Regions from separate parts of the Mus musculus genome. Here region 1 is linked to region 2. The links are chromatin contacts, called in public promoter capture Hi-C maps. All regions are on one chromosome and are shown on one strand. Each heading gives the region's core, a stretch centred on a gene start, on an enhancer-like site or on the middle of the called end of the contact. The rest is flanking DNA. Distances are from core to core; before and after follow the strand shown.

Region 1 (6,596 bases), core at 2,352-4,851, 660 kb after region 2:
CACAACCTAATTACAGAACTATCCTCAAAGAGAGCAGGGCACGGCAGATACTCCATGAAGATGACGAGATTAAAGAGAAAGGAAGGGGCCTGGGGCTCTGCCGTCAGGAAAGCATCAGGACCTCAGCTTAACCCCAAACCTATGCTGGGTTGAAAAACAAAGCCAAGAGTGGGAGCAAACCCCAACCCGGGAAGCTGGTGAGCTCCCCGCCAGAGAGAGGCTTTGTCTCAAAAATTACATAACCAGATATTACTTTTCTGCTTACACAACATAAATGTCACTTTACAATCCTGTTTCCACCTAGTACATGAGCAATACTGACAAAACATATTGGTTAAAAATCTTAAAATCATATTCTTCATATTGTCCTATTCTCGGATTTTATAAAAGACATATATGTTTAATTGAGTTAACCACAATTAATAAACTCCTGGGGTGGTGAACGGAAAGTGTGCCTCCATGATGCAGCTTCTATGAGCTCATCACCCATGATGGGCTGGGATTTTGTTTTGCAGTGCCTGTTCAGAGCCAGCCACTTTCCAATAAGCACCTCTCACCCTGGCTCTATAAGTATGCCTGATAAACTCACTGGCTCACTCAATAAACATTTTAAGAACACATGTAATTCTACAATGACTTAGCAGGTATCCTCATATCTGAACGCATCTTAAATGTACAATCAGTCGTAATCAATATATCTTGCTCATTATGCAAGTAGGTTTAAGGATTGAATGAAGTTCTGTATATATTTTTATAATGAAGCCAAGAGGGCTTAGAAACTTAGCCTAAATACTAATATTCTAATACGTTTAGAAGCAGAAATCCTAGACTCAATCTAACCCCATCTCTTAACCTTAAAACAACTTTCATAACTTAAATTTCTTATTTATGCAACTGGAATATTCACACATGTTTAAATCTCTGTTCAATACAGTGCTATTTTGAGTATAAGTATATTATGAATTGCAGTAACATCATATACTTAATTGACATGTTCCACTGAAATGTTGTCAACATATCATATAGATGATTATGATTTAATTGAACACCTAATTCTCAAATATATTTCTTTAACTCTTTCGCTATGCTTGTTTAAAATTATATGAGAACAATAAACTCTGTATATAAGCAAGTTTAAAACAACAGACTATCCTATTATCCATGGGATTTTGTGGCACGTGGTGCAGCAGAGAATAGAAGTATGACTGCCAGGGCTGGAGAGATGGCTCAGTGGTTAAGAGCACAGACTGCTTTTCCAGAGGTCCTGAGTTCAATTCCCAGGGACCACACGGTGGCTCACAACCATCTGTAATGGGATATGATGCCCTCTTGTGGTGTGTCTGAGGACAGCGACAGTGTACTCACATACATGAAATAAATAAATACATCTTTAAAGAAAAGAAGTGTGGCTGCCCAGCACACCACACTTGCACCAACCTTCTGGAGCTCTTCAAGCAGCAGACCTCTGACATGCTGAACTGAGCCTAAATGCGTATTCACTCTGACAGTTGTCATCGACGGAGGGTGTGACAGGCGAAGCAGCAGAGTCTCAAATTTCCTTTCTGCTTCTTGTCTGCTTGAAGCAGACACAGCCTGCAGTAAGAAGAAGTCAGGTCTCGGCTTCAGTGTGTAGTCATCAGTATTAACATACTTAAGGAATGTTAAGTTAAACTTAAGGCTTAGTTTGGTTGATATTACTTCTTTCCTTTCCAAACTGTTTTACAAATGGGATGGCCTTTCTTCATTTAAGCTGTCATACCTTGTGGGTTTGGAAAGGAGATGACCTGAAAGATTGCATCAATCCTTCATAAAATAATGTTCATCATTCTAAAACCGTTGAAATTGACCACTGACTGTCCCCCTTCCTCTCTTAATATATACTTCCCAAGACCCCTTGAAATAAGCATAAAATACTTTCTCTTTCCATATAGTTTATCCTATGAACAATATTTGGAAATAAGATGTGGAAATAAGTTTTAAAATCTCAGCTCCAATAACACTAAAGAGCATTTTAGTGGATTGAATTTTGCTAAAGAACCAAAAATTTAGAAAAATATCCACGTTGCCAAGGGGTTAAGGTAAGGTGGTTAGAGCATGCAGGGATATTTTACTAGAAGGCAATCAATATTCACTGGGAATTTCTGTGCTAAGTGTGGCCAGTAACAAGTAACTAACACTCTTTTTAAGACATGCCTGCCAAACCAATGTAGTGATTTTCACTTAAGGTTGATGCCCCAAGACAACCTTCGAAAGTACTTATAACCCATTCAATTTTCATAGAATAAATTAAGCTTTAAGCTTTATTAGTAAGAATTAATTCAAGGTAACTCATGCAAAATGAACATTTTCCAGTAAGGTTCAGTGGATTACAAGCTTGTAATTCTAGCACTCAGGAGGCAGAGGCAGAGGCAGGTGGATCACAGTAAACTCAAGACCAATCCGGTCTACCTTATGAGTTCCAGTATAGCCACTACTATGTGGAGAAACCCCCCTGTTTCTTTTCTTTTCTTTTTTTTCTTTTTTTTTGAGACAGGGTTTCTCTGTGTATCCCTGACTGTCCTGGAACTCACTTTGTAGACCAGGCTGGCCTCAAACTCAGAAATCCACCTGACTCTCTAACCCTGTTTCAATAGATAGATGAAAGAAGGACAGATAGATGGATGGATGGATTGATAGATAGCTTCTAAAACTGACTTTTTAATCATTATATCTGAACTTTAGTTGCTTGACAATTATGTCAGTTTGGATGAGTAAGAGGACTGCTTAGACTCTGGTGTTCTTAACAATGAAACCAAATCACTCTACCATGATTTATTAGACTAAATTGTAACCATTTCCAATCAAACACCTGGTGGCATTTAATGAGGCACTCAAAGTGCCCTGATCACCTGAGTAAGTACAAGAGCCTGTACTTTAACAGAACAAGTGCATCTACTGTGGAAGTCTTGAGTTGTGTGGCCAGGGAACTTCTCTGGTTGATTCTGCTACCCCTTCAGTACTAAGGGCTGACAGACACGTAACACTTTCTTTTGTCTTACATCTAAACGTGAGCATATATTTATCTCCATCTCAGTAAGCATCAATGGTGACAAAAAAACCACATTGTTTTTAAAGATTCCAATAAAGTAGTGGCAAAAACTAACCACATATTCCCCTTCTTTCTGCTGAAGTTGTATCAGAATTTTGGCAAACATCTATGTACGTGACCTACCTCCTCGTTCAAAAAGCTCTCTTTGAGATAGTTTTCAACTTCAGGTCTCAAAGATATCTTTGGAAATACATACATTCTTTTGATTTTTTTCTGTTTTAAGTTGTCCAAGAAAATGTTGGGAAGCAGTCTTTATTTCCGAATTTCAGCGTTGCCAGCCAATGGACGAGCACAAGAATGCCTTTCAGTGCTGAGTTCTGGAATGAGCAGGGCCCAAGGTTTGTCGTTCTCTGGGATGCTGTGAGACAGCTCCGAACTGCGACACTGCGCCAAATAGGGCTTGGTGACAAAAAGTGTACCTAAACGCAGATCGGAAAACAGACAGCGCCTAGATCCACTCTGACATGCTATTTTCCAAAACCGCGCCCCCAGCTTCGGAACAGAAAGTCGCTTCCTGGGTTCGTCACTTCCGGCACTCGATGCCCAGCCTTCTGTTCGTGCCCAACCTGCATCTGCCAATCACCTCCCCTGAGGGTGGAGCTTTTTCTAGGAAGGACTGTGCCGGGTACATCCTGGGACTCTTGAATGCTGGGTTGAACTGGATACCTCACTAACCTGAAATAAGGGAGATTTCCATTTATTGTCCCAGTACAAGTAGCGGTGGAGGCTTCCCTCGGACACTTTTTTTTCTTTTTTAAAGACTTATTTATGTCAAGAGTATGAATGTTTTGCCTGAGTGCATGTGCTTGCCTCTTTGATCAAACCCAGGATCTGAAGGTTGTAAGCCAACATATGGGAGCTAACAATGGAACCTGGGCACTATGCAGGTACAAGTGCTCTTAACTATTGAGCCATATCTCCTACCCTAGTACCCATATTTTTTGAATGTGCTAATACCCGTGGGTACTCAGGTACAACTTAAAATCCCCTAATAGTGTTTACAACTAGCCATGAAGCTTCTAGTTAACGTGCTTTAGAGAACAAGAGTCTTGATGTGAATTCCCTGATGGTAATGAGGTGACAAGAGTTTAAAAATAACTAACCAAAGTCAGTGGGATGTTTTATGCTTGAACATGATGAATACTTTTGTCTCCAATGCCACTGGGTTAGGGTTTGCTTGTTTTGGTTTGTTTGTTTTGTGCTTTTTGTTGTTCTGAGCCATATTTCATAGGTAACTATAGAGGAGGGTTTTTGCTTGGTGTGTGTTTAATCTTTTAAGTTTTCACACTGGCTTTAAAATATATATAACTGACACACCAAGTCTTTACTAGGTGAAAATTCCATGACAAAGACACTGCCACAGCTCAGCACAGTGGTTATAAGCAGTTTTCAAGGAGTAAAAGAAAGTTCCAAGAGTTGTAATAACTTTCCACAATCTCAGAAAAAGAAAATAGGCTATAGACCAGTAAGCCAGTTTCTAAAACAAGTACCCAGTTTTTCCACAAGATCATGTATCTGTGGTCAATGCATGGGATTCCTTCCTGACTTCATCACCTGAAACTAACAGAATGTGTCTGGGACACAGGTGTTAAGTGTTGCATGACATGCCTGACAGGACATAAACATCTATTCACCCCCAAATAAGAGTGATGTGGCTGAAGAAAAACTTGACAAGTCCAAATTGAAGAAATACATTAGTTTGCTAGGCTTGCTTACAGCAGGACAGGCAGCCTCCCCTCCAGGAACCACCACACTATTTTATATGGCTGTGATATGAATCTACAGCAGTTAACATAAAACTAGTTTCATAGAGCTACCCAATATAAAAGCAGCCAAGGGGGCACAGGTGAATCAAACTCTGGGAAAGGTTATGTGTCTATGTGCACTCTATCCTTGCTGTCACCAAGCACAGTCTGACCTGGGAAGGGTAGCCTGTTCTGCTGCATTCAGGCAGGGAGAACAGGTAAATGACATCTTGGTGCAACATGGAATGCTTTGCCCAGGATTCAGAGGGCTAGACCACCCACACAAAGGAATTTCAACAGACAACTTTGTAGTAACCTTGACACTAGATATAGTTGAAGTCTTTAAAAAAATAAAGAAAACTTGAACTTGAAAGTCCATGTGGGAGAAATTTCATTTCCACATAGAATACTCATTGTTTGACATATAAAGGGCACTCCCTGAATGACTAATCAAACCTTTGTGAAATAGAAAAGGAAACTGTTGTTAAATATGCATTTGATATAAAGTAGTTCACTACTTCAGAACACTTGAACAGTGACCAGAAAACATGTGGTAAATCTGCAGTTAGTAGAGTGGAGATGTTCTGTCTAAGCAATGGAAGACTCCTATATAAACATGCAAATGTCACAGAGACTTTAGATCTTTAAAGGGGTAGTATGGGCCCCCAAGCAGGGACCGGTGGGAGAAATAAATATGATGTGATATCATCATTTTAAGTTTGGTTATGACCTCATTTTATCTCTGAGGATTTTATTTCAGATTGATCTGGGGGACTGACTTAATTCTGGATTCTACACTTCTCCATTACAGGAAACTTCTTTTTCTTTCAATGCTTTTCTCTTGTATGAGTGTGTGTGTTTGTGTGTGTGAGTGTGTGTGTGTGTGTGTGTGTGCAGGTCCAGATGTACATATGTGCACATATATGTGGAAACCAGACATTGATGTGCACTCACAATTACTCGCAGCTTTCATTTTTGGGATAAGGTCTCTCACTGAATCTGGAGCTGGCTGACTTAACTGGATTGACTGACCGGCAGCAAGCTCAAGGGATCTGCACGTCATGTCTCTGCCTCCCCAGAGCAGGAATTACTGGCTCACACTCCTGGCTCAGCTGGATGATGACGACCATGATGATGATGATGATGAATCCAAGTGCTGGGCATCTAAAAATCAGGTCGTCGTGCTTTCATGGCAAGCACTTTACTAACTAGAATTTCTACTTAGTCCCATTCATTTCTTTAATTGTTTATTTTTGAAGACAAACATCCCTATTTAGCCCAGGCGCTTCTTGATTCACAATCCTACTGTCTCAACCTTGTGAGAGACAGAATTATAGGCATTTCTAACACCCACCCCCTCCTGATAATCTTAAGAGTTCTGTAAAGATAACGTAATATCTTTGCATATCCATTTAGCCACAAATCTAATCCTGTCAATACAATATTCAGCTTTTCTAATACAATTGGCCTCATCTGAGAAACTACAAATTAGAACTTACAGTGTTTGGAAAGCCAAATGAATGAATAAATGAATAGAATCTGGTTCAAAATGCTGCCAGAATTAAGCACACAAACGTTTGGACTGATTCATCATTAGTTCTATAAATTATAATCCACACCTTACTGGGATTTCCTCATTTCTCCTGCTGCTATTATGAAACACTAAGGACTAAACTCCCTGCAAGCCAGACCTCTCTGAAGACTTAGCAGTCCAGCTACTACAAGCCTAAATACCAGCTCTTTGGTCCTGAATGTGTACTTAA
Region 2 (6,435 bases), core at 3,168-5,667:
GGGCAGTCTATCAGAAGTAAAGCGGGGAGAGAGAGTAGGAGCAAAGAGGAAATATCGTACACAAACTAAGTATACAGGCCTTTCCAAGGGTCTTGAACCCGAGGAAAAGTTAAGGTCAGGTAAGAATACCTGGGGAGAGATTAGAAGGAAGGAAAAGAAAAAAGAAAAGAAAAAAGATCAATTAGCGGAGGTCTCTAGGAGAAGGAGCCTATACTCATCACTAGATGAACTCAAGGAGCCAGCTCTTGGTAGCTCTGAATCAGATGACGAATTCTCCTCTGAAGAAACAGACTGGGAGGAAGAAGCAGCTCGTTATGAGAGAGAAAAGTGCCAGCCAGATAAAATGCGAGCTAATTGGTCAAGAAAAAAGCCAAAAGCGGCTGGCGAAGGCCAGTTTGCTGCTTGGCCTCCGGGCAGTCGGCTTCAAGGTGCACTTCCGCCCTATGCGGAGCCCCCGCCCTGCGTAGTGCGTCAGCCCTGCGCAGAGAGACAATGCGCAGAGAGGCAATGCGCAGACTCATTCATTCCCAGAGAGGAACAAAGGAAAATACAACAGGCATTTCCGGTCTTTGAAGGAGCAGAGGGTGGGCGTGTCCACGCTCCGGTAGAATATGTGCAGATTAAAGAGCTTGCCGAGTCGGTCCGTAAATATGGAACCAATGCTAATTTTACCTTGGTGCAGTTAGACAGGCTTGCCGGCATGGCACTAACTCCTGCCGACTGGCAAATGATTGTAAAAGCCGCTCTCCCTAGTATGGGCAAATATATGGAATGGAGAGCTCTATGGCAAGAGGCTGCACAAGCGCAGGCCCGAGCAAATGCAGCTGCTTTGACTCCAGAGCAGAGAGATTGGACTTTTGACTTGTTAACGGGTCAGGGAGCTTATTCTGCTGATCAAACAAACTACCATTGGGGAGCTTATGCCCAAATTTCCTCCACGGCTATTAGGGCCTGGAAGGCACTCTCCCGAGCAGGTGAGGCCACTGGACAACTAACAAAGATCATCCAGAGACCTCAGGAGTCATTCTCAGATTTTGTGGCTAGAATGACAGAGGCAGCAGAGCATATATTTGGAGATTCAGAGCAAGCCGCACCTCTGGTAGAACAGCTCATTTATGAGCAAGCCACACAGGAGTGCCGAGCGGCCATAGCCCCAAGAAAGAACAAAGGTTTACAAGACTGGCTCAGGGTTTGTCGGGAGCTTGGGGGACCTCTCACCAATGCAGGCTTAGCGGCCGCCATCCTCCAATCCCAAAAATGCTCCATGGGCAGAAATTAATCAATGCATAGATCTTGTCCAGGAACAACTAGATGTATTATGGCAAATAGCTCAGCTGAGATGTGAATAAAAGTTTCCGGGATTGTGTGTTACTTCCATTCAGTATGAGAAATTTACTAGGGCAGCTAATTTGTCAAAAAGTCTTTCTCAGTATATGTTACAGAATTGGACGGCTGAATTTGAACAGATCCTTCGGGAATTGAGACTTCAGGTCAACTCCACGCGCTTGGACCTGTCCCTGACCAAAGGACTACCCAATTGGATCTCCTCAGCATTTTCCTTCTTTAAAGAATGGGTGGGATTGATATTATTTGGAGATACACTTTGCTGTGGATTAGTGTTGCTTCTTTGGTTGGTCTGTAAGCTTAAGGCCAAAACTAGGAGAGACAAGGTGGTTATTGCCCAGGCACTTGCAGCTCTAGAACATGGTGCTTCCCCTGATTTTTGGTTATCTATGCTTAAGCAATAGGTCGCTGGCCACTCAGCTCTTGCACACCACGAGGCTAGTCTCATTGCACGGGATAGAGTGAGTGTGCTTCAGCAGCCTGAGAGAGTTGCACGGCTAAGCACTGCAGTAGAAGGGCTCTGCGGCATATATGAGCCTATTCTAGGGAGACATGTCATCTTTCAAGAAGGTTGAGTGTTCAAGTGTCCTTCCTCCAGGAAAAACAACACGGGACCAGACCAGGACCCCTCTAGGTGATGAGCCTGGAAGGAGGTTATGTGTACGGCTCCTTTACCTGCACACTGGGGATTTGACCTCTATCTCCACTCTCATTAATATGGGTGGCCTATTGCTCTTATTAATAGAAAAGGGGGAACTGTGGGAAGCCGCCCCCACATTCGCCGTTACAAGATGGCGCTGACAGCTGTGTTCTAAGTGGTAAACAAATAATCTGCGCATGTGCCAAGGGTAGTTCTCCACCCCATGTGCTCTGCCTTCCCCGTGACGACAACTCGGCCATGGGCTGCAGCCAATCAGGGAGTGATACGTCCTAGGCGAAGGATAACTCTCCTTAATAGGGACGGGGTTTCGCTTTCGTTTTTGGGGGCTTACACTCTTGCTCCAAAAGATGTAAGCAATAGAGCTCTTGCTCTGCGCTCTGGCGCTCTGGCTCCTAAAGATGTAAGCAATAAAGCTCTTGCTTCTTGCTCCTGAAGATGTAAGCAATAAAGCTCTTGCGCTCTTGCGCTATTGCACTCTTGCACTCTTGCTCCTAAAGATGTAAGCAATAAAGTTTTGCCGCAGAAGATTCTGGTTTGCTGCGTCTTTCCTGGCCGGTCGCGAACGCGTGTAAGAGAATTTCTCTGGCTAGGACTTCAAGCACTATATTGAATAGGTTGGGAGAAGTGGGCAGCCTGTCTAGTCACTGATTTTAGTGGGACTGCTTCCAGTTTCTCTCCATTTACTTTGATGTTGGCTACTGGTTATGCTGTATATTGCTTTTTATTATGTTTAGGTATTGGCCTTGAATTCCTGATCTTTCCATGACTCTATTATGAAGTGGTGTTGGATTTCGTCAAATGCTTTCTCAGCATCTAATGAGTTGATCATGTGATTTTTGTCCTCGAGTTTGTTCATATAGGGGATTTTGTTAATGGCTTTCCGTATATTAAACCATCCCTGCATACCTGGGATGAAGCCTACTTGGTCATGATGGATGATCGTTTTGATGTGTTCTTGGATTCAGTTTGCGAGGATTTTATTGAGTATTTTTGCATTGATATTCATAAGGGAAATTGCTCTGAAATTCTCTTTCTTTGTTGGAACTTGTGTGGTTTAGGTATCAGAGTAATTGTGGCTTCATAGAATGACTTGGGTAGAGTACCTAATGTTTCTATTTTGTGGAATAGTTTGAGGGTAGTTGGAATTACGTCTTCTTTGAAGGTCTGATAGAACTCTGCACTAATCCCATCTGGTCCTGGGCTGTTTTTGGTTGGGAAACTATTAATGACTGCGTCTATTTCTTTAGCAGAAATGAGACTGTTTAGATCATTAATCTGATACTGATTTAACTTTGGTACCTGGTATCTGTCTAGGAAATTTTCGATTACAGCGAGGTTTTCCAGTTTTGTTGAGTATAGCCTTTTGTAGTAGAATTTGATGATATTTTGGACTTTCATAAGGTTCTGTTGTTATGTCTCCTTTTTCATTTCTGATTAGTCTGTTTCTGTTTCATTTCTGATTAGTTAGTCTGGCTAAGGGTTTATCTATCTTGTTGATTTTCTCGAAGAACCAGCTCCTGGACTAATTAATGAAGAGATTAAAACCAGCTATATTGCATAAGTAGTGAACTATTATTTCTTTAATGGCCTTTTAACCAAATTCTTGCTATTGGATTACCCAAGCCTTTTACATGGTAGTTCCTACTGGAGGGACCACCACAGGTGATGGGCACATGCCTTTAGGGAGTTTGGTCCAACATCCTGTAGTCTAAAGCCCAAAGCCTCTTGGTTTCTCAGCCCTTGCTTAACCTTCAGTTTGACCATCTTAACTTTGGTCTAATTCCCTGCTTCTCAGGTGAGTCTAGTTACTGTCACCATGGTGCTTATGAGAAAAAGAAAAGGTCAAGTCCCTTTCTTTGACATTCGAGACAAAACCATGTACACAATGGGTAGTTAAATTGAACCCTGGTTATCTCATGGGTTGTACCCAGTTTCCACACACAATGGGTGATTGGCACAGGTCCCCCATTTGTATCTACTTACTTCTCAGGTTAGAAGTGCGTTCTTTCATCAAGTACTTTTAGTTTAAACCATTATTTATAAAATCCTTGCATCTTTTAAATATTTGCAAGCTGTGAAACAGTTTTAAAGGGTCAATCTTTCTGTCAACTCTTGGTTTAAGCCTAGGTTAAACAATGATCTCTTTCACTTTGCAAGGTAGAATTTTATTTATTTTTTATCTAGATTCTGTCCCTTGGAAGGCAAATGACTGTAGATAATTTTTAAAATACTGTGCTAAATGTTGATATAAAAGAATAATTCCTCAACCACATTTATTTGATTATCCTGCAAATCTGCGAGCCAGCAACTGTCCGCTTTCATCCACCTTCATTCTTACCGTCTGAGCAGCTCTCTCCATAGCAACTAGAAATGTCTCTGGGCTGAAATAATCCTCTCCAGCTCTCAGCACACAGTTAAGGAATTTTAAAACGGAGAACTGTGGGACCACAAAATGCTCTCAGAAATTTAAAGGCCCAGGGAGCTAGAGATAAACAACTATTTCTCTTCTTGAGGTAAGTGATGGGTTTAGAAACGTCTGTGTCACTATGTCTCTTTTTAAAATGCTAGCATAAGAGTCTGAAACTGTTGTTTAAGCTATAAAGATAATCTTAGGATCTTGTTACTACCCTGGAGGTCATTACTGGATCGTCTCTGGATACTACAAGAGACGCTGTTAACATTTTTGACTCCTTAAACAATCAATTCAAGACTTAGTTTTCTCCAAAAATTCTGATAGACTCTAAGGTGATTTCCCATTCTTTCAGAGTAAGTAGATTTATTATCCTTTTGGGGTCTTGGAGGTTTTCAGAGATAGTTCATTCTCCAGTGTCTTCGTGGATGGTTTTATTACGCTAAAAACTAACTAGTGTTTCTTGAAATCACTATTTTTCTCTAGGGCATTGTCCTCTTCAAAGGCTTCTGACTCAGTGTGATATTGGAAGTGTGTTAAAAGAAATTTTCTCTTTAATTTTCTCCACTGACTGCACAGATTTTTTTTTTTAAGGTGTTGCAGCTCACTCTGTGTCCTGGGCCAGGCACTGGCTGCAGACATGGAAAGTGCACCCTCATTTAACCATTTGACTGATTAGTGCAGGCATAGTTTCCTGCCCACTGTGAGGTGGGAAGTTTCCTGGTCTTTGGGGTTATAAGCTGCATGCAGATCCCCTGTTGCTGCAAATCGGCCCAGGCACCCAATTAGTGAGTCATTTCAAACATGTTGAAAGTCTTGAAGTGTTTATTTTCTCTTTTCTACCACAGGAAACCCTCTGGTTGTAAATTTGTCCTGCATGAAGCCTCCCATTCACCCCCAACACAACCCAAGCCCAAGAGTGGACATGTGCTTCTGGACCAATCTTTCAGTGTGGATGATCCTACTGTCCCACTCCCTCAGCCTCGTTTCCTCTACTGAGACCGGCAAAACCCTCACTCAGAATAACAGCAGAGCTGGGAGCCAAGGCCTGCTAGAAGTTCTGAGGGTCCTCTCTGCTGGTGACCACTGGTCCCTCAACCATCCACAAAGCCTCATCAAAATTCTGTTGGAGAGGACTGGGTGTCCACAGAGAACAGATTGGACACAAGGAGACTGCAAGCTGGTTAGTGAAATAAAGTGGGGTCGGGTACTAAGAATTGCTCCAAAGGGAACAGTGGATCACATAGAGATGGCTTTATTACAACGAAATGACATGCAAAGTTCATATGCAAGCTAGAAGTTCAGCCTGGCACAATAATGTCCCGAATCTTCCTTAAAACAAACCATTCACAAGGGATTTTGTTTTTCAATTAGGAAAAAGTGTTTATGCTTTCTAGAGCCCCTCTGCTTCTTTAGGGACACTGGCTTGCTGATGAGTGCTTGGCCCGTCCTTCCTTCTGCTTTTCTGAGATCCTTTTATTTTTGTCCTGCAATGACCATGGATGATATTAGACAGAGGCTTTTGATCTTCTGTGAGACAATCCCAGCATTCTGATATTTGCCTGACATTCAGTTCCTGAGCATGCACTCCTAGGTGTCAGTTAGTGTTTTTTTAAAGTCTGTGTGGTCCCGAGTTAGTGCCTTGACAATCACTAGCAGGGAGCAATCAGAGCTTCAGGAGAGAAGTGCTGCATTTAGAGTTGAAACTGTTGCCATGCTTCCCGAGACCTATTCCACAGCCTTCCCTACAGCTTTCCTTCTCCCGACCTAACAAGCAAACCCTATCCTGTCTTCTCACCAGAATCAGTTGTGCAGCTCACACGAAGTTACTGCATAAAGGCTTCCTCTTTCCCAGGCTGAATCTTGATTTGCCTAGGATGGATGTGTTGCTGTTGATCATGATTAGTTTCCCTTCTGTCTCTGTCTCTGTCTCTGTCTCTGTCTCTGTCTGTCTCTGTCTCTGTCTCTGTCTGTCTCTGTCTCTGTGTCTGTCTCTGTCTCCCTCCCTCACTTCCTTCCC

What was found. Promoter capture Hi-C pulls out the DNA fragments that hold promoters and counts their contacts.
Region 1: a promoter capture Hi-C map of second pharyngeal arch cranial neural crest shows a contact between it and region 2. The contact joins the promoter of Nsun6 here to the promoter of Slc39a12 in region 2. A contact is called at or near these places in 3 of 39 promoter capture datasets (the 3T3-L1 cell line, neural stem cells and second pharyngeal arch cranial neural crest).

The regions. Positions count from the first base shown.
Region 1 is chr2:15,045,711-15,052,306 of GRCm38.p6, forward strand. It overlaps Nsun6 (NOL1/NOP2/Sun domain family member 6), which reads right to left and starts at 3,602. Exons shown (of 11, transcript NM_028950.5): 1 at 3,212-3,602; 2 at 1,438-1,593. The coding sequence starts at 3,286.
Region 2 is chr2:14,383,981-14,390,415 of GRCm38.p6, forward strand. Slc39a12 (solute carrier family 39 (zinc transporter), member 12) reads left to right here and starts at 4,418. Exons shown (of 13, transcript NM_001012305.2): 1 at 4,418-4,518; 2 at 5,264-5,598. The coding sequence starts at 5,341.